Regions from separate parts of the Rattus norvegicus genome. Here all the other regions are linked to region 1. A link is a contact called in public Hi-C data. All regions are on one chromosome and are shown on one strand. Each heading gives the region's core, a stretch centred on a gene start, on an enhancer-like site or on the middle of the called end of the contact. The rest is flanking DNA. Distances are from core to core; before and after follow the strand shown.

Region 1 (3,454 bases), core at 549-3,048:
ATCCGCCAGCTCAGGGCGCGGGCGCCCGGCCAGGACGGGTGCGATTCGCTGGAGTTTATCAACTCCTTATCGGTGCCCTGAGGTGGGAGCTGCCGCTTTCGACCAGAGGATACACAGCTCCTGGCTCATGTCCCTAAGTGGAAGTCCAAACAAAAGCCAATCTGCTCGGGGCTTAGTCCTCACCGCCAGTCTTTTCCAGCCTGGCCGCGAATCTCCCACAGCTCGCGCCACTCTGCGGTCATGCGTTCGATTCCGGACTCCCCAGCTAAGTCGCCGCCGAGCGCAGCGCTGGGAGCTCTAGGCCACAGCACGCACTGACGAAACAGGAGCAAAGTGCTAGGCAAGCAGCTATAAACTTTTGCAGGAGGCGAGGACGTACCCAGGTCTGCGCGGACGCATGGTGCGCTCCCATCTCGGCTTCGAGAGCTGGGGGTCATGTCACCAGATCGGGGCGGATTGAAGGAGGCTCGAGGGCCGCGCGACTTGGCCCGAGTTGCCTCTCACCCAGTGCCGAAAGGTTCGCCTTCGTGGCTGCCCTTCCCTGTCTTAAGAATCAGACACTCTGAGCGGCTGGGTGTCACCGTCCTCTCTCTGCACACTAGGACACCTGCCCCCGCAGGGCAATCCAGGTCACTCACTCCGCACTCTGCCGGAGTCTAGGTGCAGGATAAGGTTAAGGGGGCTCAACAAACTTGGGTACTGTCTGGAGCAGGCTCCTTGGCCGTGTTCCTGCTTCTCGGGCAGGGCGCGCCCCCGAGTTGCGATTTGCCCTCTATCCCTTGCAAGTTTGGGGCGCAAAGACCGCATAGCAGCGCGCTCGAAAAGACCTGGAAAGTCTTAGGAAAGAAAGGTACGTCTGCTGCCCCAGCATGGAAACCCTGAGACTCGAGGGCATCGGCCCAGAAACATTTCAAACCACTGGCTGGGGAAGCTTCGCGCTCTAGGGACGACAGACTTTGGAAGACCCCGCGGAAGCACCCCTGACCTCCGGGCCATCTCTCCGCGTCTCAAGGCCTCGGAACTATCCGGTTTGCAACTCCACTGCGAAGCCCCAGCTCCGTGTCCCTAAAGGCAGCACCCGCTCGCTTACTCAAAACCCCCCAAGAGCGGTCCTCCGGCCTCCGAGACCTCTCGCACCCCTCTCGCGACTGCCCCGGGTCGCGCCCGCCACGCGCAGTTCCGCCAATGCGGGGGACCGTTCAGCTCTGACGCCCGCTTACCTTTTCTTCTCCTTGTCAGCTGTCATTGTCGCCGCGGCCCTCCGACACCCGGAGCACCTGGGTTCCTTAACCCCGTAGGGGCTGCAGCCGCTCTCTTTGCTGTGGCCCTCCGCAGCTCTCTGTCGCCCCGGCAGGTGAGACAGGTCTTCAGTGCTCGCAGGTCCGAGAGTCCCGCACAATCAGGTGGAAGTTTGCGGACGGCTGGCTAGGTGCTGAGGAGGAGGGAGGAGAGGGGTGACGGGGAGGAACCTGCAGGAGGAGGCGGGGCTGGGGAAAGGAATGGGAGGAGGTTGCAAGACGCCAAAAGAGAGCAGCGACAAGGGACCTGAAGTTCCGTTTATCCCCGAACTGGAGTCACTTTTCTGGGATCTGACAAAACAAAACCAACCAACCAAAAAAAAAAAAAAAAAAAGTGGCTCGAAGAGAGCAGGTTGGAAAAAATCCGGGAGCAGGCGAGTGCGGCCGCTGAGATGACCATACAGTCTCAGGACACTGCCGAGGATTGTACGGCCGCCTCAGGAGAGCTGGAGCGGAGCGCAGCGGACTCCGGAGCTGTACACCGGCCGCTCTCGAATGTCCGGCCTCCGCAGCTTCCAGCCCACTTTAAAAACTCGGACGGCCCGCCCGCCGGAGGGCGCGAGGGGCGCGGGAGTGGGACAGCGGGCCGGGGGCGGGGCCGGGGCGGGGCTCCAGGCAAGCTCCGCCCCCGCCACTGGCTGCCTGCCCCAGCTTCCCACCGCGTCCCGGCCAATGGGGAGGCGCGGCCACAGCCTCTGCCCTGACCCCGGACCGCCCCTTTCTCTCGGCAGCGCTCCTCCAGCGCCCGTCTGCCCTGCCTGCCCTTCCTCCTCCTTCCGCAGATCGGCGACTTGTTTGTGAGGTCGCCGGTGGCGAGTAACTATACGGGACTCCGAATGGAGGCGCAGTTAGCGCAGGGCTGAATAGTGGCGGGGATCTGCTACCCAAGTTCGGCGTATGACTTTGCGTCGGCGTCCTTTCAGCCTCACTTTCCCCCTAAGAGCCGGGGCAGGAGCGCTGGGTCGGAGGTCGCGAGCGCAGCTAGGGAGTGCAGCGCTTATCCACCCACCCACCCCCGCTTCCGGGTGCGGTCCCTAAACCAGCCGTGTGGCTCCCTTCGGCCAGCCGGCGGGAATAATTCCCAGGACCCGGACTGCAGTGCTGCGCGTCTGTCTGCCTTGGAGGTGCGCTCCTTTTGGCGGAACTGACCTTGACTTCTGAGTCCGGAGAGGCAGAAAGGTGTGGGAGAATCTGGGACAAAAATGATCTAGGGCTTCTCCTGCCCGTGTCTTTTCCTCAACCGATTTATGGATTGTTTTGAGGCGCTGTTAGGTTTAAGCGCATGCCTGAGAGGAGGGTCTTGAAGGCCCCCGCAGGCCTCTGCCCGCTCTCAGTACCCTAGCATCACCTCAGCGAGTGTGTTGATAACTTATTTCCAAGTCACTGGATCTGCCCTTCTGGAGTTCCAAGGATACCGCCAACTGCGGGACGTAGTAGTTATGGAGTCTCTTCTCCCACACGCAGGCAGAGAACGATTTGGCTCTTTCCACCCATGAGATTTCCAGTCCTGCCCTCATCTTAGACACTTTCCCATTCCCTACTTAGGTGACCTGCAGGAAAATCTCCAGACGAAGACAGCCATTGATTTTTGAAGGCTAGGGAGAGAGTCAATGGGCTGCGTAGTTGTGAATTGCAGAGAAAGCACATTCCCTCAGTTGGGCTGCCCTGGGACCCAAGTCTGTGCTTCCCGCACTATTTTTGCACCCAAATTTCCTAGTAAAATTATAACCAGAGACGGTGTGCGTGTATGTGTTGGGACGGGGGCGGATCTTAAGTTTGTTAAGGCACCAAGAAGGTGGGTACTTTTTTAGTCTTCGGAAGGTATCTAGATGAATGGGCTGGGTGACCCATTTTTTTGTCTTAATGGAAAGTTCAAATTGGTAGACACAGTTATAATAAAATAAAAGCATATTTTATTTGCTTTATATATTCTTTTGAGACTGGCATCATTTTGTATATTGCTTCGAGACTGGAATGGAGGGTGGTGGGGAGAAAAGACCAGACAATAAAATCCACAAGCGCTTTGGTGGTTTCGAGGCCCCAAACATTGTTTTTCGCTAGAGCTTCTGAATCCTGAGCTGTACTTGACAGGTGACTGAGCGATATCTTTAACCCACAGGGGATATTTCAATAGGCCTGAGGTTATGAAATTCGTT
Region 2 (3,454 bases), core at 645-3,144, 210 kb after region 1:
TGTGGGCTGCGGATGGAATCCAGGCCTGCACAGGCCGAGCGAGCTCAGCAGCGCCACACGCTGAGCTCACCAGCTAGGGCTTATCTCTGTATCGTGCAGGATCTGCATCACCTCTGTTGGTCTCCATTTTTGAAAACCATTTGAATAGGAACAATTTGAAGAACCGTTATCACCAAACATCTAATCCTCCTAGCTATGAAGCTGGGCAGAATTTAGATAAAAAAATTGGAAAGGTCGAGAATGTCTAAGGGTCGCATAAACTCGAGCATGCATGGTCTTGGCGGGTTTGGAAAGTAGGTCACCGCCCCTCCCCCTTCATAGTCTGCCTGCAAAGGAAATGTAGAGCTGAGGTCTCAGGAGCCATGGCAATGCCCCCACACAGCTCTCATCCCTGTACCCATGAGTCTGCAGCCCAAGCCATGACAGAGATGCGTGTGAGGATGGATGAGAAAATGGTGGCACACTAAAGAACCCGCAGAAAGAAAGAACTCGCATTGGTGGATCATGACAGCAACAAAGACAGAAGCTGCTGCAGGGGGCCTGGGATCCCAGAACCCACGAGGTGACTCACAAGCATCGGTAACCGCATCCGTAACCGGTCAATTTCCAGGGAACCCCACACCCAGTTCTGGCCTCCACAGGGCCCAGATAATGCACGCAGTGCCCAGAAATACATGCTGGCAAAATACTCATCCACACGACATAGATACATCTTTACAGAGGTACACCAAGTGGGAGAGGAAGTCTCGGGGTGCTCGTTCGAGGGAGTGGGTCACTGATGAGGTAATTACGACACGTTGTTTGCATTTATGCAAACAGTAAATAAATAACAGTTTATTGAAACCATACATCTAGCTCTGCCTTCTAAATACTTCTGTTATCAGTGATAGGCCAACAAGGCATTTTCTAGTTCTCACTGTTTGAACTGTCACCAAAACCAGAGCATAGGCACCCTAAAAAATGTCTCCCTCATTCTCCTATCTAATCTAGAAAAGCGATAGCATTCAGTCAGACTCTGCATCGGGCGTAGGCTCCCGATGGTAATCAGAGCCCCTTGGGCTGGGTTTAAACCTTTGTTTGCTAGGGGTGTTCCTCCGTCATCACCGAATACCTCTTATTAAAGAAAGCATCGGTATAAAGAAGTCTGATTAATTGGTGACTACCGATGAGAATCGGGGAAGGCATCGCTGAGACTTGGGCAGCTTCAGCTGTCAGAGGAATGAGGCCTCGTATCTTGGGGCTGTTAATGATTTTCATAGACAATCAAATGTTATTAGCCAGTGGAGAATGTGAGGACTCGGGCCTGGGACAGTTATTCACAGAGGAAGAGAGATTCTGTGAAGTCCTTAAAGATGTATGTCCTGCCCTCCTCCCGCTTTCCCATCGAGTCTTATCATGAGTTAGTAGGAAAAGGCTGCTCCTGTTTCGACAGAACGAGGATCACCTGTGAAGGAAACAGAGTAGCGCCTCTGGCCAAACACTCGACAAATTCCTGTCCACTTTTGAGATGGTCACAGTAGCACAGTAGCTGGGCTCTCTATCACAGGAGCATGGTTTACATCTACGTAAAATAAAAACAAACATCTGGGCCTGTTTCGTAGAGCTCCAATCAGCTCCTTCGAAGGATGAGCTATTTGCCCCACCAGGTAGGGTTTAGAGCACGGCCGCAGGGACTGCAGTCTGCTCACGAGCTCAGAAATAATTTCAGTGTCTTCATTGTAGATGTAAAACAGACAAAAGTAGGAACAAACTGGCAAGCTTCCGCAGCTCTAGTTTTTAAGAGATAGCTCCACTCCTATTTCTTTTTCCCTTCTAACTTTAGAATTTTGTATATGGAAGAAAGCATTTGCCAGTACTGGAAACCGGAAGCTCCGAAATGTATCCTTCTAGAATGCTCACCTCACTCAGTTAAATTATTTTAGTCTCCTCTTCCTGCCTGGATGAGTCACAGTGAGCCCACTTGCCCTGCTAATTATTATCGCCATCTAGTGGCTGAAGTGGCTAACTGCAAGATCCTTGGTAATGTACATAGAAAATTGTTCTCCTTTCTCCTAAAATGGGATTGCTAAGACTCTATCTAGTTAAACGGAGAAACTACTTGGATATCTAGGCGTTTTTGTTTAGGTGCTTAACATGCACATTAATGAGCTGTAACTTTATCCTTCAATTTGGTGAAAAGAATACAGGAAATGAAAGCTACTGTAGTTGGGGGCAGGAGGGGAAAGCAATCTACTAGGAAGGAGAGCATTGCTGTGCGTCTCAAAGAATCCCAGATGTCATCCTGCCCAGCTTCCCCATTGACTGCTTAGTGTTCAGTTTGTGTCTTGTTTCTAATTCCCAGGCATAGCTGTAGAAATCAAGTGGAACCCTCGTGACACATGGTCTCCTGTGCCTTGCAGGAAGGAAGAGGCCTGACTGGATGGGGCAAGCCCATCCTTGTGCCAGGAAGGGCCCACAGGGGGACCACAACACACGCCCTGGCTCTCACACCCTGCCTTCCATCTCGTCCTCAGCAGGAACCATTGTGTAGCCAGCTCATCCCACATCCCAGCCCTCAACAGCACTGTACTCCTAGAGGGACAGCAAGAAGTATTTAACTGAGGAACGAATGAGGTCAAGGGGCCGACAGGACACTCAGGAATGCCAGCGCTGTGCTGAGGAAACCGAGTGGCAGCCCTGACCTTCCCCACCAGCCAAACGGGAGAATCTAAAACCCCACTTCACAGATCCTGACGGGTGCCCAGGAAGAGATCCCTCTTATAATTTCCGATATTAAAACAATTTCTCTAGCATGCTTTCTTGTCATCCTGGGACTCAAACCCTGGCCTTCAGGTGTTTTGGACAGGTGCTGTACTACCGAATATACCCCATCCTCAAAACTCATCCCATTGAGATGAAGCCCAGGACCGTGGCCGCACTGAGAGCGTGCTCCCCCACTGAGCTCCACTCCAGCCCCTCTGTGGGAACCGTTCTAATGAATGACTCAGTTCCCATAAACTGACTGAAAGGGCCTCTCTAAGACGCTGGGCTACCACAGTAACACTGGCCAGGGAGGAATCGGAGACAATAAAACAAATTAAAGTTTCAAATAAAAAAGCAGAATGAAGAGCAAATTGTTACAAAAACAAACAACCCTCCAATCTGACTGTAGATCAACCATCAGTTTTATAGTCCATGACCTTGGTTCCCGGGATGAACCGCAGGGAGACACCATTGAGGAGGGTGGAGGAAGCCTGACGAGCACAAGGGACTTCCGGCTCTGAATCCTCTGCCACAGCGGCCTTCAGGGACCTAGGATGTGGGAGGCAGAGCCTTCTTTGTGTGCCTAACACAAGTGGGCACCAGTGACCATCCTGACTTTGCTCGTCTCCCTCAAAATGTCTGCCAGTTTCAATGAGTGTGCGGTCACCTGGAGCATGGCGACTCTGAGACCCACTCCAAGCCTTGTCTACAG
Region 3 (3,454 bases), core at 272-2,771, 160 kb before region 1:
TGGCTGCCTGGACGATTTGAGTGGAATTAATCACCTACCACAACAACTTGCAATTCACAGTTGCATAAGGCAGGCCCAAGAGTCTCTCCGTAAATGGAAAGGGAACACCTTGGCTTACGCAGATGTCTCCAAAGTTCGCTGGTTCTAGACTCATTCTCCATCCACCTGCTCCCCTGAGAACTGGGGCTGAGACCTGTACAGTGTCTTTGGGACCAGCCCTGGAGCTCATGAGGAACCTGCTTTTCTCATACTGGGTTCACGAGAGTGGCGGTAAAAATAATCTGCAGAGACTATGCTCAACCCTGACTTTGACACGTGCTCCTTGCAGCTCAGGGGTGCTGACACAGCTTACTTGCACACGTGTTTTAGTGACTACTTGTCACAGTCCGAGCAGGCCACTAGCACATAGTAGGTGTTCAGCCACATGCTTGTTAAAGTGTAAGGCCAGGTGCTCCAGAAGTGATTTCTCAAAAGAAAATAAGTGTGTGGTTGAGCACAGCTCTGCGGTAGAAAACGAGGCTCAATCTTGCTCTCTTGGTATTCAGGAACAGTTCCTCTTGGTCTTCTGTGTTTGGGTTTGCTCTAAGAAGCCCTGGAGCGTCCGGGCCCGCCCCTTCCTTGGTAGCAATACTGCTTTCGGTCCAGAAGATGGCGAGCAAAGCCAACAGGAAGGCACGCAGTTCATTAGCTCAGCGCCAGGCCTGAGTGAGCGGTTAGCTCATCTCTTAAGAGACAGGGGTTGGAAAACTGTTTGCCAACGCTTTTAAATATGCGCGGAGGATAAGGGCTGGCCTCGGAGGCAGGGCTTCGGGCTGACCTCTGTGAAAAGGAGCAGTTTAGAAAGGGCAGCCGAAGTGGAAAGATCACAGCAGGTGTGACTGGGTCGTTCTTCAAGAGCCGCTTTCACATCTTCAGCAGCTTTTCTCTAAAGCCAAAACAGCCGGGGAGCATCGGCAGGCCAGGGCACCATCCTTGTCTGAGATGCTCTCTGGCTTTGGAAAGCAGTCCGAGTTTGTGGTCCTTGGTGACTCTCCAGTGTACTGGAGGCTTCCAGGGGCTTCCCGGTCATGTTTGCACGGGTCTTTATACTGAACGGAGGTTGGGAAAGCTTTACACAATGATTTGAGCTGACTAGAAAGAGGTAACAGATCGATGGGGGAGGTTCCAGCCAGGTGGGAATTTGCCAAATAGCTTTTAAAAGAGGTTGAGGAGGCCATCCAATGCTGTGTCTTCAAAGTCAGCGTGATGCAAAGTAAGGTCAGACAGGGCAAGGGTGTGACCCTGGGAAGGGGTGAAGTGCCTCCCCAATTTTTACACAGATTTCTAAGGCTACAGCCACCCTCCACCCCACCCCCATTTTCTTGTGACCTAAATCCTCCCCTGAAGCAGAGCTGGGCTCTAGGCCAGGGTGTCAGTCATGGACAAAGGCGTCCTGTTTCGAAGATCTGGCCACTGTGTTTGCCTGAAGAGTCCAACAAATGCTGTAGGCCTCCCCCAGCCGATAACATAGAAATACAGAGTTCCTCCCAGGACACCAGCAACACTGCCCCCTCAGGTTTCCACGGCATGGTGTCAGGGCTGTATCCATGAGGCCACTTGGTTCTGATTGTATGGTAGCTGCTAGGCTGGCTTCTTCCTCCAGATGACCCCATTCTGGCTTTGTTTGTTTTTCCTAGCTGACTGGAAAGCCTTTTTCTCAGGTTTTTGGATCAAGAGTGAATGACACCCCAATGTAGCCTGTTTTCTCTCTCTCTCCCTCTCCCTCTCCTTCTCCCTCTCCCTCTCCCCTCCCCTCCCTGTCCCTCTCTGCCTATTTTATCCTCCTGCTTCCCAGAACCCTGGTACTTCTGCCTCTCATTGAAGGCACAATGCCGGAGGATGCTGCTGGCCTGAGGACTCATTGCTGTACAGGAGGGAGATAGAACTTTTTAGCTCAGTAGGAAGTTTCTACTCCAGAGGAATGGGGATGCTGACATCTACCTGTCATCTGGTCACTGGGGGTGCAGAGACAGCAGAGACGACAAATGAGTATACATTAAGGGGGCCAGGTCTCTTAGTGGGAAGGAGAGGATGGGGTGGAGGGTGTGTCAGGTGGGAAATGGGGGGACAGAGGCACAATGCCAGGGAGAGGTCTGTGAGACATCTCTAGGTGTCGGGAGGCACAGCTTTCCAGCTTATACAAGAGCTGTGTGTGTGTGTGTGTGTGTGTGTGTGTGTTGTGTGTATGTGTGTGTATGTGTGGTGTGTGTGTATGGTGTGTGTGGTGTGTGTGTGTATGGTGTGTGTGTGTGGTGTGTGTGTGTGGTGTGTGTAGTGTGTGTGTGTGGTGTGTGTGTGTGGTGTGTGTGTGTGTGGTGTGTGTGGTGTATGTCTATGTATATGGTGTGTGTGGTGTGTGTGTGTATGGTGTGTGTGTATGTATGTGTATGGTGTGTGTGTGTGGTATGTGTGTGTATGGTGTGTGTGTGTGGTGTGTGGTGTGTGTGTATGGTGGGTGTATGTGTATGTGTATGGTGTGTGTGTGGTGTGTGTATGGTGGGTGTATGTGTATGTGTATGGTGTGTGTGTGGTGTGTGTGGTGTGTGTATGTGGTGTGTGTGTATGGTGTGTGTGTGGTGTATGTGTATGGTGTGTGTGTGGTGTGTGTGTATGTGTGTGTGTATGGTGTGTGTGTATGGTGTGTGTGTATGGTGTGTGTGTATGGTGTGTGTGTGTGTGGTGTGTGGTGTGTGTGTATGGTGGGTGTATGTGTATGTGTATGGTGTGTGTGTGGTGTGTGTATGGTGGGTGTATGTGTATGTGTATGGTGTGTGTGTGGTGTGTGTGGTGTGTGTGTGTGGTGTGTGTGTATGGTGTGTGTGTGGTGTACGTGTATGGTGTGTGTGTGGTGTGTGTGTATGTGTGTGTGTATGGTGTGTGTGTGTGGTGTGTGTGTGTGGTGTGTGTGTGTGGTGTATGTCTATGTATATGGTGTGTGTGTGTGTGGTGTGTGTGTGTGGTGTGTGTGGTGTATGTCTATGTATATGGTGTGTGTGTATGTGTGTGTGTATGGTGTGTGGTGTGTGTGTGTGTGGTGTATGTGTATGTGTATGGTGTGTGTGTGGTGTGTGTGTGTGTGGTGTGTGTGTGTGTGGTGTGTGTGTGTGTGTGGTGTGTGTGGTGTATGTCTATGTATATGGTGTGTGTGTGGTGTGTGTATGTGTGTGGTGTGTGGTGTGTGTGTGTGTGGTGTGTGTGTATGTGTGGGTGTGTGGTGTGTGGTGTGTGTGTGTGTGTGTGTGTGTGTGTGTGTGTGTGTGTATAGGGTGCCATGAAGAGCAGCATCTGTGGTAACAGAGCTATGGTCATTGCCCTTGGGGAAGGAACTACTTGGCTGTGTGGAAATAAGTATTTGGAGAATTAATGTGGCTTAAATTAGAGTGGAATGGGAAAATCCAGGGGGAAGGGAACCATT
Region 4 (3,454 bases), core at 629-3,128, 140 kb after region 1:
GTGGTGGTGGTGTATGTGTGTATGTGGTGTATGTGTGGAGGGGTGGTGTGTGTGTATGGGGGGGGTAGACCTGGGCATAACAGCCAGGACTGAGAAGAGCAAACATCTCAGACTATGGTGCCACACAGGGATCTCTAGGGGGTCTTGGGGGAGTGGGGTAGGGTGGGGTGGATGTAGGTCAAAGCTGAGGGGTGAGCCAGGCCCGGAAGTGCAGCTACTCCATGGATCCCCATTTCCTCTCCACAGTACCCCTATGTTGTCACTTTTCCCACCTGGGACACAGTTCTTCTAAACTGGTGGCAACTTCCCCAAGAGTGAAAGCCAGACCACATTCCTTCTATAAACCACTTGTCCTTAGAACATGGCTAGTACCTGAGACTTAATAGACCAGAAAAGAAATGGGGACAATGTCTGTGCTTGTCTTGAAACCTTGAAGGAGAAGTGCTGAACACCCCATGCTGCTACAAACCCAGAAGCTGTGTTTGAATGCTCCACTCCCTCGAGTGTTTGTTCCACAGAGCTTAGGCCTCCACGCCACATAGTTGACAGGAAATTCTTAGTTACTTGAGATAAGAGATCAGGAAAATGATTTCAGGGGTGCCAGCATTTGGATCACTCTTGAGGCAGGTGGTGCAGAAACTGCTTGTCTGAGGCTGACTGGTTAGTCAGGGAGGAATGGAAGTGCTCCTGGCGCATTTCCAAACACCTCCAGTATTTCACAAGACACTCAGGAGAAAGGCGAGCTTTCTCTGTGGAGTCAAAACGCCCTCTGGTTAAACGCCCCGGGCTATTGTAGCAAATGGTAATGACTGGCTGGTATCATCTGCCTGGCATCCTCTGTGGCAACAACCCAGCCTCTCTTTCAAGAATGCTCAGTCACTCAAAGGCCACATGAGGCCAAGCAGGGAGGCAAGTAAGGGGTAGCCATTATCTTCATAAACAAAAGCATGCTGAAGTATGAAGCCTGTGGAGTGATTCACTGTTTTGTTCTGTGTTCATCAGAGGAAGAAACCTACATTTTTGCAGATCAATCATTTAAAATCCAAAGAGCTGCTATGTGGAGGGTGAGGGAGGGGGAAGTGGGTGTGCACACGAGTGCCTCTGAGTGTAAAGGTCAGCATTGGGGGGTTCTTCAGTAACTCTCCACCTAGTATTTTTTGAGGCAGGGTCTCTCACTGAATTTAGAGTCAGCAGGCCTCAGGGGTCCTGTTGCTTTAGCAGTTATAGGGTTAACGGTTTGCATCGCCACATCCCCACCACTTTGCATGGGTTGTTGGGGTATCAGGCTCACTTTACCAACTGAGCCATCTCTCCAGCCATCACTGTCTCTTAAAAATAAGATATTTTGTGTGCTGGAGTATTTTACCTACAATGTAGGTATCCACACCAAATGGCGTACCTGGTGCCCACAGAGCCCAGAGGTGTTTTTGGGTCCTGTGGAACCAGAGTCACAGATGGTCATGAGCTGCCATGTGGGTGCTGGGAATCAAATCCCGTCTTCTGCAAGAACAGCCAGTGCTGTTAACCACAGAGCTATTTCCTGGCCCCAGTCATTGCTATCTGTCTGTCTGTCTATTTGTCTATCTATTTATATTCTGATCCCTTGACACAGGGATTCTCTGTGTATCCCTGGTTGTCCTGGAACTCTCTCTGTAGACCAGGCTGGCCTCAAACTCTGAGATTCCCCAAGTCCACACCACCACCCGGTGGTGTCTGCCCAGCTATCACTGCCTTTTAAAGAGATTTTCTCCAAACGCTTTCAGGTCAAGCCCACTGTTGACTCCTAACGTCTAGTTTTTATCTATCCCCGCCCTGCAATCTTGAAGGCTATTGCTTTCGTGATTCTTAATTTGATGGATTGCCCAGGCTGATCTCAGACTCCTGAGTCCCTCCCACCTCAGCCTTCCCAGCTGGCTGGAACTGGATGTGTGTCCTACTACACCCTCCAGGGAGGACTCTTATCTGCATTTTTCTAATTGAGAAAAAAAAAAGGGTCTGGGGACATTTATTTTTTAACTGATCCCTGACACACAGGTGGCAGGAAACCACTTCCATGTGCTTAACCACTTTGCCCTGTTGCCTGAGGTGAATTGAGTGCGTCCACGCTTGGCCCTTCTGTGGGACAGCAAGCATTGCTGCTACCACAGGATGGCTGTTCTGACTCATGGAAACACATTTATAAGATGAAACTGATAAGCCAGACAAGGGCATTTTCACCACACGGACTTATCTAGGGAGAGCAGGCCTTCACCTACTGTTCTGACAGCTAAAGACTCAGGTGTCAAATGGCTGGCTTAGAGCCAAGACAAGTAACCTGGGGGTGTACCCGGGAAGTAGGGCTTGGAGTCACTGCAGAGTAACTTATCTGATTGTAAGCCTCGATGCTTGCTTCCTACAAACCCATAGCAAGGGCCCGGATAGATGGCTCAGCGGGTGAGAGCCCACACTTCTTTTGGAGAGGACCCAAATTGGGTTCTCAGTATCTACAGCAGGTGGCTCCTACCAGCCTGTAACTTCAGTTCCAAAGACCCTGACTCCATCCTCTAACCTGCCTGGGGACTTGCATTCACTTGAAACCACACACAAAAACCAAAATACAACTTCTTTAAAGTTCACATCGAGGAAGGCTTGCACATGCTTAGCTTTTGCTGGGTAATTTCCTGACCCCTGTTGATGGAGAACAGGTATTTGTATCCCCTGTCATGGGGAAGAGGCTCCAAGGCCATCATGATATTCATATCTGGTGTCCCACCCCTTGTCATGTCACCAACCAAGTACATGTCACCATGGACTTATCAAAATGGCTACTTGGGATCCGATGTACAGACTAGATCTGAGGACAGAGATGTCAAACAAGTTGCTTCCCTGTGTTTCTCTGACCAAACGTGGAGAGATGAGGTGGTTAGCTCCATGCTGAAGACCTAACATTGTTAGGATCCACTGGCAACTGGAAGCTGTGAGACTTGAACCTTCAAACCTAACTGTTGTACACTAAATGCTGCCATCTCCTCTTGGGAGCAAATCTTTGTCAGTGCGCACTTAAACAAAACAAACCAAACGCAATTTTAAACCCGTGTTCTGCATGTATTCAGTAGTATCCTAAGATCTGAGGGCACTGTGTAATGAGGGGACCCGTGTCACCTTCATCAGTCTGGTCCCTGGCCTCACAAGTTACCATGTCCCCTCAAAATCAAAACAGGAGACACAGATGTCTGTAGCTGGTTCCCGTGTCTGCCCTTGGTGTCCTAGCATTGGCCCCACTTTGTGTCTTTCATGCACAATGAATGACTCCATGGGGAAGAAGCCTCTGAGTTGCCACAGTGCCTGGTACAATATGGCCTCTCCATAGTAGTCGGCTGAATGGGTACAGTAACAAGTAAGTAAAGAGACGATTCCTCAGATCCCATCCCTGCTAGCCATGTTTCCAAGTAACACACAGAACCACTTAAACATA

What was found. Hi-C and Micro-C count contacts between places; a contact is called where the count stands out from the background.
Region 2: a contact with region 1 is called in a Hi-C map of the A7r5 cell line, with 1.9 times the contacts expected there. The contact joins the enhancer-like site here to the promoter of Epas1 in region 1. A contact is called at or near these places in 9 of 12 Hi-C or Micro-C datasets (the A7r5 cell line, Schwann cells, frontal cortex and 5 more) and 1 of 1 datasets of contacts at active chromatin or transcription factors (oligodendrocytes).
Region 3: a Hi-C map of hepatocytes shows a contact between it and region 1, with 4 times the contacts expected there. The contact joins the enhancer-like site here to the promoter of Epas1 in region 1. A contact is called at or near these places in 5 of 12 Hi-C or Micro-C datasets (hepatocytes, kidney, liver and 1 more) and 1 of 1 datasets of contacts at active chromatin or transcription factors (oligodendrocytes).
Region 4: a Hi-C map of kidney shows a contact between it and region 1, with 2.3 times the contacts expected there. The contact joins the enhancer-like site here to the promoter of Epas1 in region 1. A contact is called at or near these places in 5 of 12 Hi-C or Micro-C datasets (Schwann cells, kidney, liver and 2 more).

The regions. Positions count from the first base shown.
Region 1 is chr6:13,622,931-13,626,384 of GRCr8, forward strand. Epas1 (endothelial PAS domain protein 1) reads right to left here and starts at 1,799. Exons shown (of 16, transcript NM_023090.2): 1 at 1,221-1,799. The coding sequence starts at 1,246.
Region 2 is chr6:13,831,272-13,834,725 of GRCr8, forward strand. The region is part of intron 10 of Prkce (protein kinase C, epsilon); the gene reads right to left. Among named protein-coding and RNA genes, the nearest start is that of Prkcel1, 97 kb to the right of the region's middle. Within about 2 kb of position 1,895, at least 20 of the 93 cell types and tissues checked have an H3K27ac peak or open chromatin away from gene starts, as enhancers often do.
Region 3 is chr6:13,467,025-13,470,478 of GRCr8, forward strand. No RefSeq gene overlaps it. Among named protein-coding and RNA genes, the nearest start is that of Tmem247, 14 kb to the left of the region's middle. Within about 2 kb of position 1,522, at least 47 of the 93 cell types and tissues checked have an H3K27ac peak or open chromatin away from gene starts, as enhancers often do. A contact at or near this core is called in hepatocytes and liver, where this site is marked.
Region 4 is chr6:13,760,138-13,763,591 of GRCr8, forward strand. The region is part of intron 11 of Prkce (protein kinase C, epsilon); the gene reads right to left. Among named protein-coding and RNA genes, the nearest start is that of Epas1, 140 kb to the left of the region's middle. Within about 2 kb of position 1,879, at least 12 of the 93 cell types and tissues checked have an H3K27ac peak or open chromatin away from gene starts, as enhancers often do. A contact at or near this core is called in Schwann cells, where this site is marked.